Regions from separate parts of the Anas platyrhynchos genome. Here region 1 is linked to region 2. Evidence: chromatin contacts called from public Hi-C data. All regions are on one chromosome and are shown on one strand. The core of a region is the stretch at or near the end of the contact, and the rest is flanking DNA. Distances in the headings are between cores, read along the strand shown.

Evidence for each region. Hi-C and Micro-C count contacts between places; a contact is called where the count stands out from the background.
Region 1: a Hi-C map of F1 follicle shows a contact between it and region 2, with 3 times the contacts expected there. The contact joins the promoter of ADAMTS13 here to the promoter of SARDH in region 2. A contact is called at or near these places in 4 of 8 Hi-C or Micro-C datasets (F1 follicle, skeletal muscle and subcutaneous adipose tissue).

What each region holds. Positions count from the first base shown.
Region 1 is chr18:9,189,380-9,193,686 of IASCAAS_PekinDuck_T2T, forward strand. It overlaps ADAMTS13 (ADAM metallopeptidase with thrombospondin type 1 motif 13), which reads right to left and starts at 1,278. Exons shown (of 29, transcript XM_005013267.6): 1 at 631-1,278; 2 at 235-301. The coding sequence starts at 708. It overlaps REXO4 (REX4 homolog, 3'-5' exonuclease), which reads left to right and starts at 1,429. Exons shown (of 8, transcript XM_072025399.1): 1 at 1,429-1,752; 2 at 2,031-2,479; 3 at 2,770-2,925; 4 at 3,135-3,328; 5 at 3,766-3,854; 6 at 4,219-4,293. The coding sequence starts at 1,573.
Region 2 is chr18:9,026,383-9,030,413 of IASCAAS_PekinDuck_T2T, forward strand. SARDH (sarcosine dehydrogenase) reads left to right here and starts at 2,571. Exons shown (of 22, transcript XM_027471050.3): 1 at 2,571-2,711; 2 at 2,790-2,886; 3 at 3,592-3,913. The coding sequence starts at 3,598.

The sequences.
Region 1 (4,307 bases), core at 28-2,527, 160 kb after region 2:
AGCAGAAACGCATAAAAAGATTTATCATATCTCCTTTAGGAGATTTTAAAGACTGACCCAGTTCTTCAACACATTGAGACATGGATTACCTCACTGAGTAATGCAACTCAGAAATGCTAAATGCTTGTCAGAACAGAGTTAGTTAATAAGTGTTCTTAGCATTATCAAATGTACGGGATTAGAAATAAACTGACAAATGTGTTCCAACATCAAGAAGGAAGGAGCTCTGCATACCATCAGACACTGAGCTGGTTCCAAAGTAAGAGAAAATATCTTCCGGATCCAATGCTCTGAGAAATTTCTGCAAGAAGAAGAATGGTTTTACTTTATTATTTATTTTTTTAAAGAAAAACAAATGGATGCAAGACTATTATTTAACTGAACCTAACCTAGAAGAAACATCAGCAAACAATTCAACAAGTATCAATGCCAAGTTCTAATGGTTTTAGTTTGCACTAAGCATATGCTGTACAATGGCCACCCAGAGGAAATAACTTTATCTTCTTGATTAGTGAGGTTTGATACATTTTGGCTTAGAACACATTGCATTTTCTCTCCTCTTTTTTTTTTTTTTTTCCTAGAAATAAAAAAGGCTTCCTGGAAACTGCATTTTCTGGAGGTCAAACTTACCTCTTGGAGAATGGATGGCCAACAAAATCCCGGAGGGAACATCATGAGAGCTCGGATCATCAAGCTGATGATGATCATGCTGGAAGAATTGCAACCAGTGCGGCAGGGTAAACTCTGGCCCAGGGGTGATTAAAATGCTTAGCCCAAGGCATCACGTGGAACGGAAGCGAAGAATACACAGTTTAAACAAACAGGAGAGTTGATTTTCTGCAGAGAGGGACAGTTGAGGGGGAATCGAACTGCTGCGGGAAGCTTTACAGGAACAGCTGTAGGGGCAGAGCTTTTTGCGCAACGTTTGCAGCTTTATCACAGCCAGAGAGCGCAGCCATAAGAGGAGTTTGGGGCAGTTTTAGCAGCCAAATAAACAAGGTACAATTTGCAGGGAACTGGGCTCCAATTTGTTCAACCTGTGCCTTGCTGCTCCCTGCACCTCGACTCTGCTGGAGCCTCAGACATACTGTGAAGCATGGCAAGACCCAGCACCTCGAAACCATGAGCCAGGCCCTGATGGTGGCCACACAGGGTGCATACAATCGTGGAACAGAAGCAAAGAATATACAGTTTAAACAGGAGAGTTGATTTTCTGCAAAGAGGGACAGTCCCTCAGGGAGCCACCGGCCCGCAGGTCCTGCCCCCCAAGCACGCAGACAACACCCTCGTGAAATCCCCAGCTTTATTGAAACCTCAGCATTATTGAAATCCCAGCTTTATCGAAGCCCCAGCTTTATTCAACCCCCTTCCCCAGCCTTCCCTCTCCTCAGGGCTCGCCCCACGGGCGGCTCAGCGCCGAGCACTCCCGCAGCCGCCAGGGGCCGCCAGCGCAGACCCGGCCCCGACGCCCGGAACCGCAGCGCGGGGCCACGTTCCCCGCCGGGCCGCTGCTGCGAGGCGCTGAGGAAACGGCGGCCGCCACTCCCTTCGATTCCCGTTCCCCGTCCCCTCATGGCAAAACGGGGCCCCGCGGAGCCCGGGGCGGCGGGGCCGAGCGCCGGGAAGGGCAAGAAGAAGAAGAAATTCCGGCGGCGCCCCCCGAAGCCGGCCGCGCCTCAGGGCCCTAAGATGGCGGCGGGCCCGCCCCGCAGCCCTCAGGAGTTCTCCGCCAACTGGAAGGCGCTGCAGGAGGTGAGGGCGAGCTGCCGGGCCGGGGATGCTGTCGTTTTCCTTGCTAGCGCAGTTCCCTAGCGCGTATAGTAATGAAAAAATACGCATTTGTGTTAAAATAACCCGCAGGGGAGGTGCCGTTGCAGTAATGCCCCTTCAGCCAGGTAGAGACCCCTGGCTTCACCCTGAGGCGCTGTGTGGAGTACTCTGACAAATGACAGCAGGATAGAACTGAAGGGATATAATCTTATTTTCTCTCTCTCTTTTTTTTTTTTTTTTTTCCCTTTTGGTCATTTTAGCTACTGAAACAAAAGGCAAATAAGTCGGATGAGCCCCCCTCTGCATGTCAAACGCACACCAAAAAGAAGCATCCCCTCAAAGAGGGGAACAGCCAACAAGCTCCAGCTAGCAATGGGAGTGAGAACGTGGTAAAGCCCAAATCTGCAAACAAAAAGGAAAATGGTCCTGCTAAAGACAGTCCTCCTTTGGATAAGAAAAAATCCAAGGCGGTTGCAGCGGACAAGAATTTAAAGCCCAAATCCATAAATAAAAAGGACAACAGTTCTGCTAAAGACAATGCTCCTTTGGCTAAGCCAAAATCCAAGAAGGTTGCAACGGACAAGAATTTAAATGGCACCAATGGGAAAGGCTGCAAGGAAAAAAGGAAGAATGGCAATATTGAAAAGGAGAAGGGTGATGTAAAACATAAGAAGAGGAAAGCTGAAGATGTGGAGCAGCAGCCCAAAGAGTGAGTACTTCAGGCATGATGCATGTATTTGAATGTTTATTTTAGTAGGTGTATGTAAGGAGTACAGAGTATTAGATTCGAAATAGCTGCACTCTTCCAGACTACATTTTGGGAGAAATAAGATGAACAGTGCCCCTCCTCAGATAAGGCAACAGATTTGTATAGATGACAGTGCTAGACTACTTTTTAGAGCTGATTTTTTAATTTAAAAAAAAAAATGCTTTTCCTACAGTATAAAGATGCAAAACCACTTAAAAACTATTTAATATAATTAAATTTGTACTTACCAGGGCTGACATCTGGTTTGATGACGTTGATCCACAAGATATTGAAGCAGCAATAGGACCTGAAGCAGCAGAAGTTGCTAGAAGAAAACTGGGACTTCCAACAGGCCGATCCGAACAGTCTGTGGAGCGGGTGCTGGTTAAAGAAAAGTCTTCTGATGGGTGAGTGGCATTCCAGTGGGAAGCATGACAGCAGAAGCATCAAGATTCTTCTGATAACTCTGATTTGTGGATGCAATATGTAAGCTGACATCCCCCTGGGTCTGCTGACAGTCACACTGCTGAGTTCTCCCAAATGTGTGCACTTTGTGAATTTCACTGTACTGTCCTTGTAACAGGTGTGTCACCAAGCTGTCCTTTTTTCATTTCAGTCTGACAAGAACAGTAGCCATGGACTGCGAGATGGTGGGAGTGGGACCAAATGGTGAAGACAGTATTGTGGCTCGAGTGTCCATTGTGAACCAATTTGGGAAGTGTGTTTATGATAAGTATGTCAAACCTACAGAAGAGGTGACGGATTACAGAACTGCTGTTAGTGGCATACGTCCTGAGAACATAAAGACAGGTAGGAGATTTTTCCCAAACATGTTCTTCAAGGAAGGTAATTTTAATAGGCTACCACAAAAGCCTCATTGGTTGAGCTTGAAAAAGTTTTAGACTTACATTAAAAAAATTGAAAATAAAATCTAGTCTGAATGCTAGGAAAAATGTGGGAAGAAGTACTTTTTTTACAGAATGGTCACTGATATCCCAGATGAAATTCACGTGTTAATTATGGTGTGGGAATAATGTGTAAGTTGATTTCCTTTTAGTGTTGTGCTCTTCACGGCAAGAAGATTCAGTGTCAAATACAAATTTATATAACTTATGATAAGTTTTATAATTTATATAGTCCCAAACGTACAATTGCCTTCACAAAAAAGATGCAGTGTTTTAACTGTAGCTTGCTTAGAGTATCTTAGGTGTCTAATGGAAGGTGGTTTAATTGTGTGGTGTTTTTAGGTGAAGATTTTAAAACCGTTCAGAAGGAGGTTGCGGATATCTTGAATGGAAGGATTTTAGTTGGGCATGCTTTACACAATGACCTAAAGGTATGTGGCTGCAAATTTGTTACTTTGAAGACAAGGTTCCAAACATTGAAAATCAATTAACTTTCTAATATATCTTCCTGGATTAGTCAGATGAACTCTCTGAACTCCTAGAAACGACAGCTTTATAATTGTTCGCTTAATTTCATGTCTTTATACGCTGCACCAAGTATAGCCCTATTCACTTGCACAATTGACTTCAATTTCCACACTGACTTAATAATACTGATTTGGGTACTAAAGAGCCACAGAAGAAACAGCATAATGAAAGAAGCCTTTGTATGCTTTGCTTAGCCTCCAAAGCTCAACAGTTTGGTTACTTTCTGTGTAACAGCACTCTTTAAACCAGAAATACAATTTCTTTCAGGTCCTATTTCTTGATCATCCAAAGAAGAAAATACGCGACACACAAAAATACAAACCTTTCAGACAGAGAGTCAAGGTAAGAAATTGTTG
Region 2 (4,031 bases), core at 1,321-3,820:
TGCCCGAGGCATTTTTGGAAGCAAGGGAAGGTTTCACCCCAGAGATGCCACAGTGAGCTGCCATGACATTTAATTTCTAACAGCATTTATTGTTTTCTGCTCTTGGAGACCCCACTGCTTGGTTCTATCTGCTTGGACTTTCACGGGGTCAGCTGAAACCTGTAGGGCTGAGCAGAGGGGTTTTACTCGCAGAGACAGGATGAGAGCAGGGCGCTAACTTCTGGGTGCTGCTTTGGGGAGATGCTGCACCTTGGTGGAGGTGACAACCCCTGTCTGCCACAAACCCCTTCCCTGTCATTGCTGTTCAGCCTCAGGAAGGCTCTCCAACACACGCTGCGTGTGAAATAGCAATTTTGGGTACCTGGCTTCCCTGCCAGCGATGGGCTTCAGCTCAGCCCTGCGCAGTTTTGGGCACCATCGGGGGACACCCACAGCGCTGGAGCCTGGTGCAAGAGCAGGTAAATGCAGAAATCTGCTTCCACACAAGGTCCTCCTGGCTCTGGGGATGTCACTGCCACCCCAGGGGTGTCCCCACTCCTCGGTGGCAGCTGGTGACATCCAACCCTCTGGGGGTGGTTGGAGCAGCCTCGGCCAGGTGGGTGCCGCGACAGCCGGCTCCGCTCGGCTCCATCTAACCCCCCCGGGGTGTGCACGGAGGGGATAAATGGAGCGTTTATTCCCTGTGCCCAGCCCAGCCAGGCGCTGTAACCAGACCAGGAGCAGCCTTCCCAAGGGCATTAACAGGACGATAAATCTCCAGCCCCCAGCCACGGCTGGCAGCTGGCTCCAGCCCTGCACGGGCCCTTGTCTGCTTGCACCCTGCAGGGAGGAGGAGGTTGCGCCAGACACAAGTTTTATATTATTTTATCAATTTTTTTCTGCAGCAATAGCAGCTGCTGACATAATCTTGCCCCATGAGCTGGGCTCACCGGGGCTCTGAGCAAACACGGCGCCGAGGGGTGGTTGCATTTGCTGGCTGCCCTCTGCAAACAGCCGCTCCTGCTCCGTGCCGCGGCCCCCAGCACGCCCCATGGCCCCGGTGGCCTGTGGCCGGCCAGCGTGCGGCCACCTCCCTCCACCGCCCCGCTGCTCACTGCCACCGGCACCTTGGTCAGCCCTGGGCACCAGCACAGTGGCTGTCTGGGACCCCACAGCAAAGGATCCGAACAGCTCGGGGTGGGGAAACTGAGGCAGGGGGTGGCAAGGTCAGAGCTCGGCAAGCTATGGACTGCACGGGGTCGAGGGCGCTTTCTGCTCAGTGTCCTGCAGCTGTGGTGCTCTCCTGACACCAAACTTGGACTGCAAGGTGTGAAGAGGGTTCTGTGCATGCCAGTGCAGGCTTTGGTGATGGTGATGGCACGTCCTGGTGGCTTCGTGCGCGCTCTGATCCACTGCAGCCTTGCAGCATGCTCGGGCATCCATATGTGCATCAGCTTTGTGATGCTTTCTGTGACCTGGAAAGCTCCAGCTGGCGCATGCAAACAGCTCTGCCCCTTTATTTCCTAATTAATCTAAGCATGACAAGGAAAGGACTGGATGTTTTACATCCTCTCTATGTTGTAACGACCACCAAAAAAAATTAACCTCCCTCGTTCTGGCTCTGCAGCTCCATCAGGGCCTCGCTGCTCGGAGGCTCTGGGGCCTCGTTCTGCCCCATCCTGAGCTTCTCAGGCTGCTCTGCTCCACGCATGCTTCGTCTTGCTTTGTTCTGGGTCTTTTCTAACCCAAAGGCCGTGTTTGTAGTTAGGACATGCCGGCGAGACAGCTTGGTCCCATCAGACAGCAACACCCCACCACGGGCAGGAGTTTTGACTTGTTCGCATCTCTTTGGTTACTTTGCTGGGCTCTCTTTAACCAGAAACTGGTTTTGCCTTTAAAAAAAAAAAAAAAAAAAAAAAGGCAAGGCTGTTTTGGGCTGATTCTGGATCAGCTACCCCCTCCTCCCTTGGCTGCTATTCAACCCCTTCCTGAACCGGGATGATTTGGATGCAGCCCCCATACAGCGTGCATTCAGCACACACATGGGGGTGGCTCCTGGGACAGTGATGCCACCGAATGCCACGAGCCCCCCAAACTGCCATGAGTCCCCCAAACCACCACGAGTCCCCCAAACCACCACAAGCACCCCAAACCCCAGCCCCCAGGCAGTAACCTCAGAGCTCACAATACTTCTCAGCCCCAAACTTCACCAGCCCCTGACCCAGCCACGGCTCCACCCACCCCAAATTTCTCCCCCCAAGCAGAATCCGGCCCTTCAGAGCCGCCTTTGAGGAGCCTGCACTGCCTGCGCCTCCTGCCCAAACAGGCCCTAATTTTGGGGTGAGTCCTGGGCAGGAGGTGCAGGGGCTGTGAGAGCCTTGGGGCTGTGAGAGCTCAATGAAAAGTTTTATTTTCCTCCCCCCTCTAGATGAATTTTTTTGGTGTTCCCACCTTCGCTTTGGGCTCTCGGGTCTGGCTTAAACGCATTTTAATTCTGCTCATTCAATGTGACTGCTGGGAACTCCGGCAGGAGGGTCAGATGTTCGCCGCGCTCGCTGTGTTTGCTTTCTGGCACCGAGCGAGCCCTGCAGGCTGCGAGCCCCTCCTGGCCCCAGCCAGGCTCTCTGCTCTCCGCCGAGCGCTGATCTGGGGAGAAAAGTGAGAATTTCCTTCCGTTTCGAATTCCTCGGCTCCCCCTGAGTTTTTCTTCTTCGGCGGAGGAACAACAGCGGGTAAGATCTCGGTTGGGGCAGGGGAAGCGCTCAGCTGGCCCCGCTCGCCCCCGGCTCTGGTTAATGTTTTCACGGCAGTGGCACGGAAGAGGAGGAGGAGGAGGAGAGCATCGGAGGAAGGCAGGAGCCCCACGGCCATCGCGGCAGGGAACACCACTCGGAGCAAGCGTCACCGGTGAGTGGAGCTGGCGAGCGGTGGGGAACCCAGCGTGGGTTTCCTCCCCGCAAGGAACTCCTGCGGGATATCCCGGGTGGGATTTCCCAGATTTGTAGGGCTGTGGGGTGGCAGCGAGCGGGATCCTGCAGGAGCGAGGTCTGTAAAAGCCTCCAGCTGCAGCTGGTGTAGGAAGAGCGGTGCCACCCCGTTACAGCCTGCTGGTTGTGGGGCCGCGGCTGCTCCAAAGCCAGCGCAAACCCCGAGCCACGTCCCCAGATCCCAGGCACGGGGCTGGAGGACTTTTTCTGTCCCCGTCCCCGCCAGCAGCCATTGCACTGCCCTCTTCTGCTACAGAGCAACCCCTGCTCCTTTGTGGTGCCTCCTGAATACACAAACATAAAGGGGGTGGTTTCTGTGGGCTGGGAACCCGCGCAGGAGCTGCAGTGACCTGTGCGTTTCCAAGCTCCTTTTTTTTTTTTTTTTTTTTTTTTTTAAGCCGGGCCCCCCCGCAGGGTGCCTGGAAGCCTCCCCGGCTCCCTTTGGGGTGCGATTCCTGCAGGTGGGGGTCCACGGAGCCTGGCTCAAAGCCGTGCCCCAGGTCCCCCCCATGGTGCCGCTCAACCCATTGCACGGCACCACGATGCCACCACAGGTGCCACCACCGGTGACCCTCTGGCAGGGCCCCCCCTGCCCACCCTGGCGAGGCTTTTGGGGTCTCCGCAGGTCGACATGTCCTACATCAGCTGCGCCTTGCGGGCGGCTGCCCCCCGCCGCCTGCCAGCCCCCTGGAGAAGCCCCCGGCCCTTCAGCAGCACCGCGGGTCCCCCGGCGGAGAAGAACGTCCCCTACCAGAAGACCCTGAAGGAGGAAGGCACCAAAATTACGGGACCCAGCCGGCCCCTACCGCCCTCGGCAGAGGTGGTGGTGGTCGGGGGGGGCAGCCTGGGCTGCCAGACCACCTACCACCTGGCCAAGCTGGGGGTCACCAGCGTGGTCCTGCTGGAGAGGGACCGCCTGACGTCGGGCACCACCTGGCACACGGCTGGTGAGCAATTGGGATTGGGACCGGGGCAAGGAGGGGGGTTACACAGGACCCCACTGCTGGGGACAGGTGGATGGAGCCCACCCATGGCACGGGTGGGTTCTGGGTGTGCCGGGGGGGG